2 separate regions of the Mus musculus genome follow, and region 2 is linked to region 1. A link is a contact called in public Hi-C data. All regions are on one chromosome and are shown on one strand. The core of a region is the stretch at or near the end of the contact, and the rest is flanking DNA. Distances in the headings are between cores, read along the strand shown. Region 1 overlaps Lrmda (leucine rich melanocyte differentiation associated). Region 2 overlaps Lrmda (leucine rich melanocyte differentiation associated).

Evidence for each region. A called contact is a pair of places that touch in the nucleus more often than the background predicts.
Region 2: a Hi-C map of uterus shows a contact between it and region 1, with 4 times the contacts expected there. The contact joins two enhancer-like sites. A contact is called at or near these places in 4 of 484 Hi-C or Micro-C datasets (the HPC-7 cell line, nephron progenitors and uterus) and 1 of 115 datasets of contacts at active chromatin or transcription factors (embryonic limb bud).

Annotation. Positions count from the first base shown.
Region 1 is chr14:22,173,461-22,179,084 of GRCm38.p6, reverse strand. The region is part of intron 2 of Lrmda (leucine rich melanocyte differentiation associated); the gene reads right to left. Among named protein-coding and RNA genes, the nearest start is that of Gm41107, 150 kb to the right of the region's middle. Within about 2 kb of position 2,929, at least 6 of the 459 cell types and tissues checked have an H3K27ac peak or open chromatin away from gene starts, as enhancers often do. A contact at or near this core is called in uterus, where this site is marked.
Region 2 is chr14:22,442,809-22,448,861 of GRCm38.p6, reverse strand. All of the region lies in intron 2 of Lrmda (leucine rich melanocyte differentiation associated), which reads right to left. Among named protein-coding and RNA genes, the nearest start is that of 4930405A10Rik, 97 kb to the left of the region's middle. Within about 2 kb of position 3,446, at least 23 of the 459 cell types and tissues checked have an H3K27ac peak or open chromatin away from gene starts, as enhancers often do. A contact at or near this core is called in uterus, where this site is marked.

The DNA.
Region 1 (5,624 bases), core at 1,680-4,179:
ACACGATGGAATACTACTCAGCTATTAAGAACGAGGACATCCTGAGCTTTGTAGGCAAATGAATGGAACTAGAAAATATCATCCTGAGTGAGGTAACTCAGACCCAAAAGGACATACAAGGTATGTATTCACTAATAAGTGGATGTTATAAAAAAAAAAAAAAGCTGTACAGAATACCCAAGACACAGTCCACAGAACTGAAAAAGGTCTGCAAGCTTTGGGTATTTTATGGAAAGGACTGAAACTGCTCTCATAGCATACATTAGCATGAACAATATCACACTCTTCTTTTTCCTTCAAATCTTATTCCCATCTATGCCTTGGAGTATGTTTGATCCTCTGCACAATCAGGCTCAAAGCTAGAAAATGAATAGCAACATAGACCACCAGAAAATGCATTGCATTTATTCGGCAAGAACCCAAAGCAAACAATATAAGAAGCAGAGAAGGCAATCTTATTATCCTTCCCCAGTCTTCCCCCTTCAACTTCACACCGTGGTATTTGTCACAGCAAAGGTTCAAGTCATAGGCCAATACGCATCACAGTATCCAGCCATTTGCTGTGGAGGTTTACAAACTAAAAAAACAAGGATGGCTACAAAGACAGGCATGTGCACTGTGCACCTTCTCTGGGAAAAGAAAAATGTAGCTAACACCGTTATGGAGACAGACAAGGTCCAATGTCAACAGTCTAACATGGAAACAGAACCTGTCAAGCAATGTCAACATTAGGGAGATGGGTTTGTATTGACTGTCAACCTGACAGGATCTATCTAGCGTCACCTTGGTGGAAAAGCCTCTGGGCCTGTCTATGGGAGAACTTCTAGACCACAGTAATTGAATGGGTAGACCCAGTCTAAAAGTGGGAGGTATCATTCCTCCAGTCTGGGAAGGGCTAGGGTCCCAGCCTGAATGAAGAGGAGAAAAGGTAGCTAAATGTGGCCGCTTACCACTCTGCTTTCTGACTATAACTGCAGTGTGAGCAGTTGTCTCGTGTGCCTGCCGTCATGTCCTTTCTGCTTTGATGAACGTCATTCCAACTAAACCAAAAGAAGCCCTTCCTTCTTTAAGTTGCATTGGGAACTCATCACAGCATCGAGGAAAGGAATTAATACAGGTAGCCACTGAACAGCTGAGTGGTGGAGAAATAGGCAGAAAAATATACTGAAAAGATGTATGAAGTGTACGGTGATGGGGAATTTGGAGTCAACTGGTACTGGCTGGCATTTTATGTTTTTCTAAGATTCATTTATTTATTATTTTGTGTAAACCTAGACTGTTGCTCTCTCCAGACACACCAGAAGAGGGCATCAGATCCCACTACAGATGGTTCAGATGCTGTGAAACTTTTTAGGAGTGGAGCCTTGTGGGAGGAGGTGGGTCACTAGGAGTGGGTTTGAGGTTCCATAGCCTGGCCCTGCTTCCTACCAGCTCTCTTCTTCCTGTCTACAGATCCAATGTTGATCAGCCACCCCACAGTCTTAACACCATAACTTCCCGCCATGATGGACTGTGTCTCCTTGAACTGTAAGACAGAATAAACCCTCTCTTCCTCAAGTCGTTCTTGTCACAGCATGGCAAAGAGTAACTTGCACACCTATGAATATGCAAACTTCCCTAAAAGAGATCTTTTGACAGCAATGTTGAAGACCTGGTCCTTGGACTGTATGCATCCAATTTATAATAATCAGGCTTTTTCTGTGGCCCACAAGTCTCCTGGATTGTTATTAGTGTTGCCTTGGTTAGGAAGCTGCAATATGATCCTATGACTAGAAATACTGGCATAATTTATTGCATTATTACTCCTCTGAACTGAAAGCAATTAATTACCTGAAGCAGGATGCACAAGCAAAAATTTATCAGGGGAAAGTGATGAAAAATGTAACCACTGCTTTAAAATAATAGATGCTTAATGGGGTTTTTTGTTTGTTTGCTTGCTGCCTTAAGTCAGGCATCTTACAAACAGGTCCAGCTTGGATGTCTATCGTAAATCCCCTCTACTTTTACCCCGACTCCTGCTGTACTGTTCTATCATCCTCTATCTCATTGAAGGGAGGAAGAAATGTCTAAGGTATCCACTTAACAGGAGAAGAGAAGAGAAGCTCCTCTCCTCATAGGAAACTTATTAATATAACTGTAGAATTGCATGATAAGATGCATACATGTGTTTATTGTGTATGTTGCTAAGACAAATACATCTCCCTGACTGGTATGTCTTTCTAGCTTGATGCTTTACTTTAAAACTTATAAAAACTCATACTGGATCAAAAGATATATTTTAGGTGATGTGTGTGTGTGTGTGTGTGTGTGTGTGTGTGTGTGTGGTGTACATATATGAAGTTTTTAGTTATATTTGTAAAGCCTACATTGGAAATCCTCAATGATGACCTCCGAGAATCTTTTTTTACTACCACATTCCTACCTTTCACTTTAACTCCACTATTGTCCAAGGTCCAGAAAGAAGAAAGAAACAGGACCTTATTATATTATTTGTATATTTCATGAATATGTGAAAGATAGGAGTGGGGTGAAATTCACTGTTTCTGCTTTTCAGAATTATTCACATCTGTATGATTCCGTAATTGTTTCTTCTATAAAGTTATTGGAGTAATTTTGCTTCCGTATATTCCCGATCAATTCCCCCTCTCAAGGGCACAGTTGAAAAGTGATATTTGAGAACGGCCTCTGATAGATTGCATGGTTAGTCAGCAGCAGAGACAAACAACCTAATCCAGCACAAATTAGTTCGGCTGCCAGCAATAGTTTTATACAAAGATGTAAATTATGTTGTCAAAATCGGTGGCTTTCTAGCTTGCTGCTCAGCTAACAAGAAACCACTTTGGCTGATAAAGATGAACACTAAGCGTCCCTCTCTCACAAATTTGCAAATCTGCCATTTCAGCATTCTGCTAGCCACAAACAAACGGCCGCTGTAATTGCTTCTTTCTTCCACCCCTGGTGTTTTTCCTCCTTGAGCTGTTCCTTCCAGGCTGCTCTCGAAAATAATAACAACAAAAGCCCAAAAGCGCCACCATAATAAATACTCACAACTCCCAGAACCAAAAGGAAGGGAGGCGCTGTAGCAGCCAGTCCTCAGGTCTCCTTACTATCCTTCTTATGCAGGCATGGCCCAGCCCACTCACCCATGGCTGGGGGCCACGCAGACCCAGGCCCTGTCACTCCAGGTGCTGCCAGCTAAAAGACCGTGAGGGCAGGACAAACTCTTGGCTTTAATGGAAATGGAAATATTCTTGGAGCTTTGGACAAGGATTGCTATTGACACGGGCCCATCCATTCTTCTTTATTTCACAAGCTCCCATTACTGGGAAGGGAGCAGGAGAGAGTATACTTTCAAGGGACCCAAGTAGAGAGCTTCACCAGGCTGCCTGGACAAACTGGAATCAGATATATCTAATGCTGGACTGAAAATAATAACACATTATAACGGTAATTATACCCAGCATAAGTCAAATAAATAAATTATAAATTACAATTACCCTTTACAGTTGCTAGTCTCTCTGTTTGCTCTACAATTAACTGCAGGTGCTTCTGTGTGTTTTATTACCACCCCAAAGTTATATATTTGAAAGAATGGTACAGATGATTCCTGTTTATTTGTTAAATTAAAGCATTGTTGGTAAAATTACAGCTTAATTAATATTATGGGTACTATATAACAAAATAGTTTACCTTGTACATAATTTATTTCCGCATGCGTATCTCAGCCCAGAACCATTACAGCTTTAAGGCAGCTAAAATAAAATATCCCTCCTTTGCTGGCATTTTTCTAAATAGCAGTTCACTAAATCAATATTATTCACTTGGTATTTTTAAAAGCAGTGTATCTTAATAATTACCCAGCATTAGAGTAGGCAATAATTTTACTTGCTAAGCATATTAAATTTAGCAAACCATCAGTCAAATAGTTTGTTCTCTCTGAGAATGGGTAAGCAGTGAGTGAGTTTGGAATCATGTTCCCTTGGTATAAATGTCACAGGGAGTTTAGGAATGCGTCTGTGACTCCCTAAGCCAGCCGGCACTATATATCTTTATTAGTTTCAGTGGTCAGCGCGGTGACCGGTTGTTTATTCTCATTACTCAAGACAAGGTGAGCCACTCGGCAGTAGCTGCAATCACAGCTAAAAACATATGACTTTGCAGAAAGAAAAAACCTGAAGGCAAGGCTACCCACACAATGGCCTAGTCACCGACCACCACCAGAGGGACTGGGAAAGGGGTGGGGAAAAGACGTCAGCATGCACACACTAAGTTTTGGACATGTGCACTCAATCTATCACGATCCTTGTATCTCTGCCTTGTCTTATATTTTGCCATTGTTCTTAATTCACTATAAAATAGCAATCATTTCCTATTTCTCTTGTCTTTATCCAAGACTGAATTTATTCTTTTTTCTCAAGTTCATGGATAACTCTTGAACCACATTCTTTCTTCATAATACTATTACCCTAAATAAAATAAATACCCTCCAAATGCCAAGCTCCATTCTCTCTCATAAATGTCAACACTCCACACCACACACACACACACACACACACACACACACACACACACAGAGTTCTTTTTCAGAAAATCAATTCTACTACTACCTAATACAAAAGTAGGCAAGTGCCACCCTAAAAAGTTACTATTAGATTAATGAATTTAGAGAAATGATGGCCCCAACTATGTGATTTTAATAAGTGACTAGGAGTTGATAACTAAGGGGGGGCGAAGACATGTGGGGATCAGGAAGAAGGGACAGTGCTCTTTCTTCTTCAGTTCCCAGCTTTCCTCTCTTCCTACTCAAGGGTACAGCAGAGCCTCTCCTTCTATGGAATATATAGGGGCCACCTTAGTTTACCACAGAGAGAGACAGGGACAGAGACAGAGAAAACAGAAAGAGACAGAGAAGCAGAGAGAGAGAGAGAGAGAGAGAGAGAGAGAGAGTTTAGAGAAGCCTTTGCCTGAATCTATTTTTGCTAAAGTCAAAGCCACATCTCCAGTTTTGTTTTGTTTTTTTTTTTTTTTTTCAGAAAGCCTACAGAACTCAGGGAAATGTCTGATGGCCTTCTGCACCCAGGAGGATTCTGAAACATCACAGTTTTGCCAGTCCCCTGGTCTGTGTGCTTTCAACACAGATCTGCTTGCATTAGGGGTGGGCATCTCTCTGGTAAGACATCCAGTGGCTACCAAGGAACATATCGTCCAACTGTAGGCAGAACTGCTTGGCCAGGAATGCAAAGGGAATAATGTCTGGCTGAGAGATCAATGATAGGAGAACAAGGCACTCATTCCAATCACCTTACTTACCAACCAACCAACCAACCAACCAACCACCCAACCAAGAGAAGTGCCTACAAGTACTTCTTCAGTGCTGAGCACGGTGCTGACCATAGAGGAAGAAGTAGAAGATAGCAGCTGTGTGTGAATAAGAATACCAAGAGAGTCCAGTGTTCTTCTTCAAAACAATAGCATAAAGGCTAGCGTCCTAAGTATCAATTGTCAAATGAGATACTCATCCAGCAATTACTACCTGAGTAACTCACAGTTACTAAAATTAGGCAGTAAGAAGAGGGTTTGCAGAAGAGATGAGCTTTTTGACTAGATCTCAAAAATTTGATCTA
Region 2 (6,053 bases), core at 2,197-4,696, 270 kb before region 1:
CAGGCATGACAAACTGCATCTATAGTCCCAGCTCTGGGGAGGTAGAGACAAGCACACCCCTGGAGTTCATTAGTTTGGCCACTCTAGCAGAACTGGTATGAGACTGACTCCCTGTTCTAAAACACATAAGAAGTGACAGAGGCAGATACCTATTGTTGACCCCTCACCCCTGCAAACACATTCACATCCAACTGCAGGCACACATGCACATCCTCACATGAACATGCAAACCTACCATAAACGTTCACATAAAAAATACATCCCTGGTCACAGATACACACTTATGTGGCAACCTCAGCACAGTACCACACACCAGCACAGTCACAAACACCCACTATTATAAACTAGCAGCTACAACAACTGGAAGCTCAGGAGAAGCTGGAAGGCAGGGGAGGAAGATTTCCTTTCAGCTGCAATTTTCTCTCTCCTTCTGATCCTTTTACAAGCACGTGTTGCATGTGCTTTGACTATTTTTTAAAAGAAGGAGGAAAAAATAGGAGAAAATGAAGGAAGAAAGAAACCCTTGGGCGGTTTTCTCACCCGGGCTTTGTCACAAGGCCTTTTTCTGACAGCATCACTCTGCTGTCTAAGCTCCCTTTTTGTGAGCACCTCTGAAGAAACAGGGAGAGACAGGAAGGTGCTTCTTGATGTCAGAGACTGTCAGTGGCAGTGCAGGTAGAGAGGGCCAAGCCCTGGGACTGTTCACCTTTCCACAGTAGGAGGGCGGAGCTTCAGAGGAGCAGTGCATCCTTAAATTATTTGCCAGGGAAACCAGGCAAAATAGAGCCTGCTTCCATAAGTCAGACAAAAAGCCCAAACTACTGGATTTTTGCTAGGGTCGTCCTGATGTGGGATCTAGATGTGACTCTTTCATGGTTGGTCCTCTATGTCCTGTTGATGAACTCACACATGGGAGCCCTGACATTTCTTTCTAGTGCTAGAAATCCTAGAGCTACCTGTAGTTCCAGGAAAGGAACCAAGACCTAAAGATGCACATCTGGCCTGGAGTCTCCAGTATGCACAAAGGTGCACAGTCTAGGGACACGGAGAATATAAGCAACCCAAACATGTTCCCTCCTCTCTTAGAACCGGGAGAGCTTGTAGGATACTTAGTGAGTAAGGATACATACTGCACAAGAAGGAGGGCCTAAGTTCAAATCCCCAGCACTCATGTAATGAAGCAGACATGGCCGCAAGTGTGTGTTTGAGCCTGGTAGTGTAAGGAGCAGAGCCAGAGGGATCATGGGAACTTGCTGGCTGCTGGGCTAGCTTCAAGCTCAGTGAGAATCTCTGTGCCAGGGGAACGAGGGGAAAAGCGATAAATCAGGACACTCAGTGTTCTCTGCGACCTCTGCTTGTGTACACTGGCATGCATTTGTGCACATATGTCCACGTACACCAAGTCAATAAATAATAAACAGAATAATAAGGAAAATCAGTTAGCTTTAGGATAAATAACCTCTTTTAATACATGTTACTAATATATTTGCATTTCTTCTGGGTTATAAAAAGCAAATTTTGACATTTTTATCTAGGCAGGAAGGGGCCCATAGCAATTCCATTTCCATCCCGGCACTAGATCATCCCTATTTCTTGACCTTAGTGTGTACTGAGATATTCTGTTTGACCTTTCCCTTAGCTAGAGTCTATTCATTATTTATATGCGACTCTCCTTCCCTCTTTCCTGATCCTCTCCAACTGCTCTAAACACTTCTTTCTCTTTGGTTGAAAATTCACCAACAATCAGAGGCCTCACCATAATCTCATACTTAAATTTCTGTTCCTTGTGTACATGATTCCTGCTTCTTCATGGTAGTAAAGGGACACTTACACCAGTGTAAGATATCCACACTGTAAACTCTACACACCCTGGTCTCACATTCAAATAAATAAAGTGACCCCTGTCATAATCTCCACATTCATTGTCACATATATACCTTGCTCTTCCATTCCTGAACCTCTTCCCCCACAGACCCTGAATCATGGCAGATACTTAAATTTTTCCAACTGTTGTGCCTCCAGCTTCTGCTAACAGACTTTTACAAAAGCTGTCCCTGAAAGCCCTCCCTTTCCACAGCTTCCTAGCAAAAACCTTAGCCATGTTTAGATCCTAGTTCTGATGTATCCTCTTCCAAGCAGCCTTCCAAGATCCTATGTGCAAAAGATGTTCCACTTTGTTCCTTCACCCCTGAACTCCTCAGCATCTATCAGGACCAGCCTCTGTCCAAGGGAATTTGTAGACTGTGAGACATACCTTAGCATGTATGATAAAAATAAAGATCCAAGAGAAAGGACCTTGGAGGAGGAAGGAGGAAAGACACACAAATAATATCAAGCTCTGTAGCACTGTGGGCAGCTGGACCTTCCTAGAGCTCAGGGGACACAGGAGGCTGAATAGAAGGCACCGAGCTAACCCCATGACAGAAAACTGTCACTGGCACAGGCAAGGCTTCTCTTGAGTGACATTCCTAACCTGTCCTGTTCCAGGCAAAGGAGTTTTAGGGCCATGCACTGGAAATGGCAATACTGCAGGGACACCCACAGCTTCTGCTGCAGCCTGCTTGCCTGCCTCAAGCGCCCAGCAGGATTCTGGGCTGTCATAGATACTTGGCAAGTATTCACAAAGAAACCCATTTTTCAAGTTCTTTGAAGGTGGGGTCTGCCTTTTATTTTCTGCCTGGCACAGTAGATAAGAATTCAAATCACACATGCTAAGTGAAGAAGGTTGCACAGTTTAACTTAATCCCCCACCTCCTGGCTGGGCTGGGACCAGGCTATGTGAGCTGAGCCCACACTTCATTTGTTCCTCTCTCTAGTTTGCACATGCTTATTCAGGCACACACTGCAGACCCATCCCAGCTCTTGTGAAGCTTAGCACTGGATTCAGTGAAGAGGTTCAGTAATCTCTCTGGAAAATGCACCAGTGACCAGAGGAACAGCACAGGAATGCTAGAAGATTCTAGGTCATTCCTGAATATGCTTGCTTTCCTGCAGTTTCTGGTGTCTTTGCTATTTAGGAACTGTTCTACTGTATCTAGGAACTGAGGTAAGCATCTACCAGGAGAGCTGCAGTTACCCCACCATATCTCCCATGCTTCTTTGAAATCATATCACGAAAAGGATATGCCAAGAAAGTGCCTACAGACCCAGTCATAGCCAAGGACTCAAACAAAGACAAATTATGTAAGCCTGAGCAACGGCATCAGGCAAGGGAAGGACAAGCCAGGTTTTCCAGCCAATTTCAGAGCAGACCAGCTGCTCTGCATCATTGAGATATCTGCCTTCCTAGGACACCAGACATAGGTCACCCATCAGTCATTCATCTTTTTGATGAATTGTGCTGTCCGGCATACCCTTTCCAAAATGTGCTTCTAGATGGTGAGGGTGGCTCAGGGTGACTGTTCATGCCACATTCAGCCCCCACAGCCAACTGAGTCTACTCTCTGAACTACAGCAGGAAACGCCTACTTGTCATCTTGCTCCAAGCAAGGAACAAAGCAACCCAATGGTGTATGAACTGAAATTTGCCTGGGGAGAAGCATTCCATGCCTGAGTTTATTGAGACCTGGCATCCTTGGGACCTGATGGGGAGACCAAGGATTTATGGGCATGACTCAACTCCGATATGCTTCAAACCACATGGCTAAAAATGAGTACAGGAGACTTGGCTGCTCCTCAAGGCTCTGTTCCCTGTTCACAACATCTTGAACAAATCATGTCTCTCTGGGCCCCCATCTTCCCCTCTAAAAAAATGAGAGAATCACCTCGATGTCCATTCCCCTTTGTGCCACATGCTCAAGTTTAGTCATGAGTGACACAGCACTTAGCACTAATATCCTTGCTACGGGATTTGCATGTCGATAAGGGAATTGCATTCATTCTATTTTTCCACCAAGATGCTGTTAGAGTAAAAATGCCTCAGGATCCCCTGCTCTGATGAAAAGTGTGTGTGTGTGTGTGTGTGTGTGTGTGTGTGTGTGTGTGTCTGTGTGTGTGTGTTATAGTTTTAAGTAGAATGAGAAACAAGAAAAGGAGATGAAGGATTTGAACCTAGCTCTTTTACCATGAACTTGATTTTATTCCATTCATGCAAAAGAGCCACATAGGAATCATTCTGACCACCAGAGGGCTTTCCACACTGACAAAATGCATTAAAAAAGACAGAAGATGGTGAAATTAAAAATTGGAAAGTTCCAAGTTACACTGTTGAGCTCTATAAAGGACTGGGCCTGAATTAAATACGATTAAAAAGGAAACCCGAGGTTTCCTTGAGTTTGGCATGTTTCTCTATATAGTGGGGAAGAAAAGCTGCCATTCTTCCTAAATGTCAGAAAAACATTCAAAGTACTTGTCTGGGCTGGGAAGCCAGCAGGACATTTCAAACGATCTATTGCCGTTTTAATCACGGAGTCAGTTATTAGTTCCCGAATGCTAGAGCATGGTTTGCACCCTTTGGCTTCTTCAGTTGAAAGTCAGAACTGCCCTCAACGATAGTGCACTGCAACCCTCGAGGCCATTCATGTGAATGTGGAGTGAGAGTGGGTGGGCTACATTGTGACGTCACAACAGACTTCTCCTGGGGAAGATGACAAGCTTGGTGAAGGGTGAGCCTGAAGGTATCGAAAAGAGACAGCACTTAAAAGGAAAAACAGCGCTGAGCGTGGAGACCACTTCCATCCCCTGAAAATGCAAAAATATGTAAACAGAACTGCAGATATGCAAAAACTGAAATTTCCCTATAAGAATTTTCTTGTATTTTATCATCATAAGCTAAATGCCAAATAACTGACGAAATGCCTGATCAACCTTAGATCGAAATTCTTAGCATTTACCAATAGTCTGGCTTAACCAATGATATGGCCCTTGGCAGAAATAAAAGCAACACGAAAACAAATGCCATACTAGAAAATAAAAAAGAACTCAGGGCTGGAAAGAACACTGATTGTTCTTACAGAGGACCTGAGTTCAATTCCCAGCAACCACATGGTGGCTCACAACCATACGTAATGGGATCCATTGTCTTCTTCTGGTGTGTCTGAAGACAGCTATGGTGTGCTCATATACATAAATAAACAAAACTTTTAAAAAAAGAACAGAAAAGAAAAACCAAACTCTTACTGTAGCCATATCTGCACCATACAGGGCAGCCCAGAACCATGAGGTTGACTGCTGCCAGTATCCATACCAATGACAATGGACAAAGCCGTCCACGCACTTCAGCCTCTTCCTTATGAGGGTAGCACAATTCCCATCATTCCACAGTTATCCAAGTCAATAACAGCCATGGAAAATCTGGCAAAGGGTTCACAGTCCTCTCCAAATCCAAGAGAGCCACAGGACTGTTGGATAATTGCTATACTAGCTGGTAATTCATCTGACTCACGGCCCCATTGGGTGCCATGCTTCTAGAAATATCCTCATTAGTTAAATCATGTTTCCCTTTTCCCCTCCTCAGGAGTCAGACTCAGAGCTGGCGGGTAAGGAAGAGAGCTACTTATCCTTGGCATACCCCAGGGCTCACACTTTTGAACCTGTTTGGCATGCTTCAGGAGAATCAAGGTGACACTAGCTCCCTGCTCCCAGAGGGGATTCTGAGACCCAATTTCTCCTTGCCAAGTCCAAGCAATGGCATTGACAAGAGAACTCAGGTCACTGTGGCAATCCTGCCCTTCTCTTGCAGGGCATTTTAAACCTCTGACCAGGTAGGAGGTGTGGCTATTAGTGGCAGTTCCACTCTTGCTGTAAAGTATCCCCACAGTCAGTACCAGGCAATCAGTCTTTAATGTCAGCCATAACCTTCATAAATGGGTTTGTAACGAGAACCCCTTGTTTGTCACAGGGAAGGTATGATTGATGCGGCCTACGAGTGAAATGAAGCCGCAGTGACCATCTCAATAACATGAACAGCTGCCAAATATTCATTTAGCAGAATGAGTTTAGAAAACTTTGAGCAGATTGCTTTCACAAGGCTGCCTTCAACAAAAGGAAACATAATTAACGAGCTAATATCAGCATGTGTCTGGCTAAGCTAATGAATATCAAATTACACAGAA